2 separate regions of the Ovis aries genome follow, and region 2 is linked to region 1. The links are chromatin contacts, called in public Hi-C maps. All regions are on one chromosome and are shown on one strand. The core of a region is the stretch at or near the end of the contact, and the rest is flanking DNA. Distances in the headings are between cores, read along the strand shown. Region 1 holds the start of MRGBP (MRG domain binding protein). Region 2 holds the start of CABLES2 (Cdk5 and Abl enzyme substrate 2).

The links. A called contact is a pair of places that touch in the nucleus more often than the background predicts.
Region 2: a Hi-C map of muscle shows a contact between it and region 1, with 2.9 times the contacts expected there. The contact joins the promoter of CABLES2 here to the promoter of MRGBP in region 1. A contact is called at or near these places in 4 of 16 Hi-C or Micro-C datasets (blood, hypothalamus, muscle and 1 more).

Annotation. Positions count from the first base shown.
Region 1 is chr13:54,282,563-54,286,315 of ARS-UI_Ramb_v3.0, reverse strand. MRGBP (MRG domain binding protein) reads left to right here and starts at 1,809. Exons shown (of 5, transcript XM_027976970.3): 1 at 1,809-2,110; 2 at 2,604-2,725. The coding sequence starts at 1,963.
Region 2 is chr13:54,550,050-54,554,196 of ARS-UI_Ramb_v3.0, reverse strand. CABLES2 (Cdk5 and Abl enzyme substrate 2) reads right to left here and starts at 1,538. Exons shown (of 10, transcript XM_027976972.2): 1 at 1,141-1,538. The coding sequence starts at 1,529. RBBP8NL (RBBP8 N-terminal like) reads right to left here. Exons shown (of 14, transcript XM_042229901.1): 14 at 3,106-3,731. The coding sequence ends at 3,712.

The sequences.
Region 1 (3,753 bases), core at 560-3,059:
CACCAATGCAGTAATCTGAAGCCCGACATCTGATTCATCACAACCCAGAGGCTAAAGGTGCAGGCACAGTGTTCAGATTCCTGAATCCGGCCTCAGTCTGGCTCCAGTTGTACTCATGTCTGTGGGACACAAAGAAATGAGCCAAATCACTGGGATTAGGCAAAGTCCTGGCAGCTGAGCATGGCATTTAGCTCCACCCTGACACTGGGCACAGAGGTCGGCTTAATACTCATGGGTAGAGACAGTCCCACACAAACCTGGTGAAGCAGACAAATGGGCAGTACCCAGGAGGCTTCATGTAAGAAAGATGTGGAGAAGGCAGTTTCCTTTTGCCCAGATCATCCAACCTGTCTTTCTGCATCGAGTCTGACTGAAGATACACATTCTAGGATCTGCCTGGAATGAAAGGAACCGGGTGTCTGTGGACCACAGCTGCTGGCTGAACACAGCTCAGCTACAGTGGCCACCAGAGAGAACGAAAACACAGCCCAGCACCCAGGTGACCCCAGGCAGGAGGAAGAGATTGCATGAGAGGCACAGATGGGCTGAGGCTGTCTTGTGGGCATCAGGGGTAGCTTCCTAGAGGAGGAGGCTCTCCAGATTGAAGAAGGCAGGAATTGGGTGGGGATAGAATGAGCAGAAGGTGGACCTGGTGGAGGAGCAGGGACCCTGAAGTGTCTGGGAAGTGTAGGGAGATTAATGATGAGGGCCACTGTCTGTTAGTGCTTTCTGTGTGACAGAGCCCGAGTGAAGTGGCTTTGGGCTGTGCTCCATTCCACCTCACAGCAAGCCCTGAGGGGAGCCCCACTTGTGGGTCAGAGAGAGGAAAGAAGCACAGGCCCAGCAAAGTCACAATGTCCCTCCACATCGTGGCTCCAGGACAGCCGGTGGCACTGGGTCACTGAAATCCTCCCTGGGCCACATGTCCCCACTCTGTGGGGACTGGCATCACCAGCAGCGCTCTTCACACAAGGGAGGACAAGACTGAGTCCCCACTGTTCCGGGGGTGAGGCTGGCCAGAGCGGTTCCGAATGCCGGCTAAGAAGCGCGAGCGTGTGCCCAGGGCACCCCAGGATAAGGCGCCGCCGTTAGTTGCACTGCAAGGAGGACACCTGCGGCCTGGAGAGGCTCAGCGTTTTGCCTGGCTCACACGGCTGGCAAGCCGCAGAGCCAGAAAGGGACCCGGAAGGCCGACCCTATGTCTACACCCAGGGGGAGACGAAGAGCAAGAGCGCTCCTCGCCTTGGGTAACCGCCCGGAGCACCGCGTGGGCGTGGCCTGACGGAGAAGGGCCGGGGAGAAGCCCTCGGGGGCGGGGATGGGGCGGGGCGGGGCGGGGAGGAGCCGGCGGTCTTGATTGGGCGCAGCTTTGAGCTTGTCACCTGACTGCCCAGGCCGGCCGCCCCATTGGCCCCGCCCCTCCCGACCAGGGTTAACCCCCAGGGCCCAATGCTGGTCACCCTGGAGGCCCCAGGCGGGAAGGCTGTACCCCGACGTCCCTGCCCCGGTGTGCAGGAGCCTCTCTGTGCAGCGCTCAGGCCAAGGGTCAGCTGGAGGCAGTGGAAGCCCTTGGAGCCCCCACTCGCAGGAACTGTAGGTCGCCTGTTCTTTTTCTTCTTTGCTTCTTACTGAGGTGCAGCTTGCAATCCCGCCATCGTAAGCGCAGAGTTCAGCGGGGTTTACCCCGAGCTGTGCAGCTACGGGCACAATCTAATTTAGGGCATTTCCATCCATCTACGCAAACCCACTCCTTCGCCTGATCCGCCTGCTCTGCCGGCGCTGCGCCGCGAGACCGTGCCGCCTGGGGGCGCGGCGACCCAGCGCTCAGCTGCGCCTGCGCCTGCGCCGCGGGAGAGTCCGAGAGCGAGCCCGTCGAGCGCGCGCCCACGCCGCGAGTGCGCCTGCGCGGAGCTCGTGGCCGTGCCCGCTCCCGCCCGGGGCTCGTCGCTGGGCGGCGGGGCCATGGGGGAGGCCGAGGTGGGCGGCGGCGGCGCGGCCGGCGACAAGGGCCCTGGGGAGGCTGCCACCAGCCCGGCCGAGGAGACGGTGGTGTGGAGCCCCGAGGTGGAGGTGTGCCTCTTCCACGCCATGCTGGGCCACAAGCCCGTCGGTGAGCAGAGCGCCGCGCCGGGGCGGCCCACCCGCGTGGGGGCGGGGCGGCCGGCAACGGTCGGGGACGCGCGCTGGGCGGGGCCTCCTGCGCTTGCACCCCGCCGACCGTGCCCTCACCTGCGCACCCTGCCCCCACCTGCGCACCCCATCCATGCTTCCTCCAGCAGTCCCCCACTCCTGCCCACGCTGCCCCCTTCTATACCCTACCCCCACCCGACTCTGCCCCCTTCCTGTGCCCAGCCACCCATCCCGGCTGACTCCAGCCCTCACGTGCACCCCCACCCCTGTGCCCTCGTTACACCTCCGCTGCACACCCCTGCCTTTTCCTCTCCCACCTCTCTCCGCTGCACCTCCTACCTCTTCCACCCTCCACCTTTGCCTCCCTACACCCTTGCAACCACTGCCCGCTCTCTCCCCCTTGCCCCCTACCTCTTCGCTACCCTACCAGCTGGCCTACCCCTCCCCCACAAGCCGACCCCTTCCTTCTGCAGGGGTGAACCGGCACTTCCACATGATCTGTATCCGAGACAAGTTCAGCCAGAACATCGGTCGGCAGGTCCCATCCAAGGTCATCTGGGACCACCTGAGCACCATGTATGACATGCAGGCACTGGTGAGCTGGACCCCCGCAGACAGAGCTGCTGGCAGGGAGCCCCCTCCACACCGCCTACCCTGCCTTTGTCCCCACCCCCCCCACCCCCCACCACCAACCACGTCCTACCTTGACATCCAGGATGTCCCACAGGTGACCAGTTGTTAAACAAGATAGCTCTGGGTAGTTTTATGAAAACACAAGCTTGGTGACAGTAGCTAGTTATTGCACTGAATCTACCTTAGATTTTGGGGGGGAGTCGAGGTTCAGTTAAGATCTTTCCAGGAGATAACTAGGGAGCTGAGGCCTGTGTGGGAGGGGGCTCTTAGGTTGTCAGTCCTGTGGAAAACTCCCGAGTGCTATAAGCAGGGAGGTGACCGGGTCTGAGTCACATTGAGATGAACATGGTGGTTTCTGTGAGAACTAGGCCAACCCTCAGGGAAGACCACCCTCAGGGAACCCCCAGATGCTGGGTCTGAGGGAGAGCAGGTCAACTTGGTAACCAGGACAGCAGAAAAGACAGGTGGGTGTTCCCTGCAGAGGAACAGCAGGAGTCAGGGCCCTGTGGCAGCAGGCGTCAGGACTCGGGGCTGCACCCGCACCCCACCCTGTGCCCCTCCCTCCTCCCTCCCTCCCACCCTGAGCTTCTAAGTGAAGCTCAGACCCTCTTGTGTCCTTAACCCTCACCACCACAAGTTCCCTGTTGGCCTTGGGAAAGTCGTTTGCATCTCCTTGTCCCAAGGCAGAGAAGGAAGAGAAATGACAGTACTGCTCTGACCCCGAGCCTGCAGTTAGCACCCAGGAACTCGAGGTCAAGCTGTTGAACTGAAGCAGGCCGCCCGAAGGGCTGTGCCCACCCGTTGGGGCACCACTCCCCCAGAATTCCAGTGTTCAGCAGCTTGGCAGGACCCCCCATGCTTGTCATGTTGGGGTGTCACCTGGCCCCCAGACGCTTCCTGCATCTCCACTCCAGGCTGGGGCCCAAAGCTGGACACAGAGACAAGTATGGGAGGGCCCCTGTCCTGAGGGGCCTTTGGTGCGGTAGACAG
Region 2 (4,147 bases), core at 289-2,788, 270 kb before region 1:
CAAGGTCTCGGCCCACCCACGTGCAGCACCAGCTTCGGGACTCTGCATACCTCCAGGGCCCGCAAAAGGGTCTCTGGGGGAAGGAAGTGGGGTGTCCAGCACCCAGAGCATGTGGGCAAGGGGCACAGACTACAGGGGCAGGGCTCAGGGTCAGGGAGGCTCTGAGATGGGTGAGGGGCAGGGAAAGTGCCTGCGACCTGGGATGTGATGGGCCCAGGGTCACTGAGCTCAGAGAGGATAAAAGAGGAGACGGTGATGGGGGGCTCCAGGGACCAGCAGCTGTGGGCTGGGAGTCTGGCCCGGTATGGGAGACTCTGGGGAAAGGTCACAGTGCAGGGAAGATCCCTGGCTCATGGGGATTGCCCCACTTCAGAGAATGAAGGGGAATGTATGGTGGACGTTTACGAGTCCCTGTGTCCAGTGAACTGATAAAATGGGCTGGGGAGGGGTGTGTGTGTCTGGAGCAGACAGAGCTCCGTTTCTGAGGGCTGACAAGGGTTGAGGGAACCCTGACCTGTGTTCAGGGTCTGACAAGATCGAGAAGACCCTGACCTCATATTCAGGGATGGCAGGATTAACGGGACCATGACCCTTAAGTCTGGGAATCAACAAGGCCCAAGGAAACCCTAACATACAGGGGGTTGTCCAGGGGGTTGACAGATCCCAGAAGACCCTTGACTCTGACACCTTAGGCTGGGGAGGGGCCCAGGCAAGACTCTCTTCCGGGGCTGGCAAGACCCAGGACACCCTAAGTCTCTGTCCCTCACTGACAGGGCCCGGGACACCCCAACATGTCTGGGGCTCCCAGGGGATCAGGGTCACCTCCTGATCTCCAAGTCCTATGCTGATAGGTCACTCAGCCCTGTGTCATGGGCTGATCCTGGTTTTCCGTAGGTCACCTCCGCCCCATGTAATGAACTGAGCCAGCCCACGGCCACCTCGCCACCCTGTCCACTGTGCTGATGGCCCCAGGTCACTCCAACCCTACGCCCACCCAGCCAGGGCCACTCCACTCACCTGGAGCCCAGTTACCCCAACTCTGAACCCTGGGTGACTGCCAGGTGACCCCGACCCCCGCGCTGACCCAGCCTCGGGCCACTCCGCCGCCCCCAGGCTCCAGGTGACCCGGGCCGCACTCACCTTTGGCGCTGCCCGTCCAGGCCCAGGCCGAGGCCGAGGCCCAAGCCGGTGGGCGCGGGAGCAGGGCTGAGCAGGCCCTGGGGCGCTGAGGTCCTGCCTCCGGGCCCGGGCAGGGGCAGGCCGGCGGGGGGCGCGGGCGGCGGCGGAGGCGGAGGCGGCGGCGGCGCCGGAGGCTCGCGGGTCTCGGTGGGCGGTGGCGGCGGCGGCGGGGGCTTCTCTCCCCCGGGACCCAGGCTCGGGGGCCGCCCGTCCAGGGAGATGTTGTTGAGGAAGAAGAGCGCGGCCTGGCGGCGCCGTGAGTCCCCGCGCCTCCGCAGCGCCTGTGGCGCTGCCCTGGCGGCGGGGCCGGGGGACGTGCCCGGCGCTCCACCCGCCGCGGCTGCGGCCATCCTCCGACTGAGCCCGCCGCCCGCCGGCCGCCGCCCGCCAGCTCGCGCACGCGCCCGGGCCCGCGACCGATTGGCCGGGGCGCACCCCCATGCAAATATATCGCCATCGCGCCAGCCCATTGGCCAGCGCGGCGCCGGGGGCGGGGCGCTCCCCTGGGTCCTAGAGTCGGATCTCATGCTGCCCTGGGGAATCTAGGAGCCGCGAGTCGGCCTGCGGCTGAGCCCGCGAGGCCTGACTCGGGGCGAGTGGTGGTGTTGCCGTGGGTTCGAGTCCCCGGCTCAGAAGTCGCGGCCCCAGGACTCCAGTGCCCTATTCCTTTTGCTGGGCTGCGGCGTTCGTTGTCAGCCTCCGTGGAGCCTGTCTTTAGGCTCCACATCCCCCCTCAGGGTGTGTGTCTTTGCGCGGGGGTGGGGGGTGGGGGGTGGGGCTGAGGTGCAGGACTGGAGCTGTGGCACCCGCCATCAGAGGTCAGGGCGGCCCCTCGAGGAGCTCCAAGAATGACTGTCAATGCCACCTGGTCTCCAGCGACTGAAGACCGCAGGCCCAAGGGGAGAAGGCACCTGCCTGGGGTGGCAGGCAGGGTGTGCTGGAGCTTCAGCCCCAGGCAGAGTCCTGCACTTCTGTCCCTCAGCAGCAAAGTGACCTTGAATCTGCGGGGTACCAGGCCTTCTGTTCCCGGCCCAGACTCCAGAGCCAGTGGCTTCATGCTCAGGAGCCCACCTGTGTCTCGCAGGCCAGGGTCGTATGGCCACCTGTACGGCACTGGCCCGCTCTGTCCAGCTTTCCGCCTGTAGGTTTACTCATCCTTCAGCTGGGGACAGCGACTGTGACCTCAGGGTATTGTCAGGGCTGAGCGGCTCAGCCAGGGAACGTCGCCATGCTGGAGGCTGGAGACTGGGCACTAGCCGTGAAATCTGCCACACAGCTCTGTGAATGCTCCCCACGCAATGTGCCACACATGGCACACAAATTGCTCTGTTAGCGAGGAGAAGCCGGGGTCAACATTGTTGGATTAGGGCCCTCTGGCCTGCTGTTCTAGTAGGAGGGCCCTGGCAGGTGGAGGGGGCAGGACCCACAAGCTGGTGGCCAATAGTTACACTGATGTCAGATGAGGAAGATAAAGGGGGATGGCTGTCATCTGGTTGTTGGCCCTCAGCTCCAAAACCATGCTGTCTGCTGCTGGATAATGGGGCTGGGCTCTGGGGTGGTCTCTCTTCTGCCAGCTGGCACCATGTTAAGCTTTGAGGTTGCTGCAGAGATAGCGGGGCGGCGGGCAGAACACGGTCTTCCTGGTTCTGTGCGGGGCAGTGTCCTGGGTGAGCTGCCCTGTGGTTGTGCAGAGTGATGACGGTTCAGTGGCGGGTGTGGGGCCAGGGACACGGAGGTGTCAATGAGGAGGGGGTCTACGTGGCGTCTGGCGCACATTCTGTTCCCACAGCCCTCCCCACAGGCTCAGCACACAGAGCTGGTTTGGATCCTACCCTTCAGACTCCCCATCCCTGGACACTCACAAGTCACCCACCCGGGGAAGGTGGAGGCCCGGCTGAACCCCAGTCCTGCCAGCTGCACACGCCATCCTTCTTTACACTTTATTCTCCCCATGTCCTGGGACCCCGTCTCTGCAGAGGCGCTGCACTGCCGCCTGCCGGCCTTCCTAGCCCTCACCGGGCAGCACACTTGTAGGACCCCGCAAGGGGGCGCCCGAGACCACTGCTTGGAGCTCGACACCCCGTCTGGAATGGGTAGCGAGGCATGCAGCCCCTGGGTCCAGGGTACTAGTGGAGTCTGGGTTGGTGGGAGGAGGGGCACTGCCCAGGAGGGCCTGCCCATGCACAGCAGAGCTGGGGGCGGGGCTCGGCTGGAGCTTGAGCCATCCCGGTCTCCCAGGACCCTGCTCCCCACAACGGAGCAGATGCTGGGGTGAGAGCGGTGGGTAAGATCGTTTCCAAGATGGAGGGGTTCAAAAGACCAATCATCTTGGCCTTCACACCCCCATGGATGTGGCAGGACCCAGTCCACTACCCCGCTCCCGGGGCTGTCTGCTTGGCTGGTGGTAGGGGTTGTCCTGGCTGCGGGCAATCAGTCGGGTGGGGTGCATGACTGGGCAGGCTGGGATGCCCTGGTCTTTTCCCAGGTGCTGGTGCTGGGTGAGGGACTCCTGGTTCCCTGGTTCCTCCTTCCTCAGGTCGGCTTCTTGGAGGCTGTGGGAAGTGGACCAAAGTTAAGCTAGGAGGCACGGTAGTAACCTTGCGTGTCCTCTCTTACAGGGACACTGGGCTTTTGCCCAGGGCCTCGTGGGCAGTTTCTGGGAACACAGGAGCCCACACTGGGAGTCGACCTGTTCCTGATGGCAGCGGATGCTGGACAGGGTGGCCTGATCGGAGGGAAGCCTTGGGAATTTGGTAGAAGGTATGTGACCCTGGAATCCGCCCGGCCCTGAGGCCTCCCCTGTGACCTTGCAGAGGGTCTGGGGTATCTGGATAAGCCGAGCTCACAGGGAAATGTTCTCAGAACACCTGGGATGTTGGCAGGTGCTTCCATGGGCCCCCAACTGGTTGGCAGGCTTGGGAGCGCTGGCCCGGCACTGACCCCTCTCTGAGAGGTCCAGGGGCTTGTC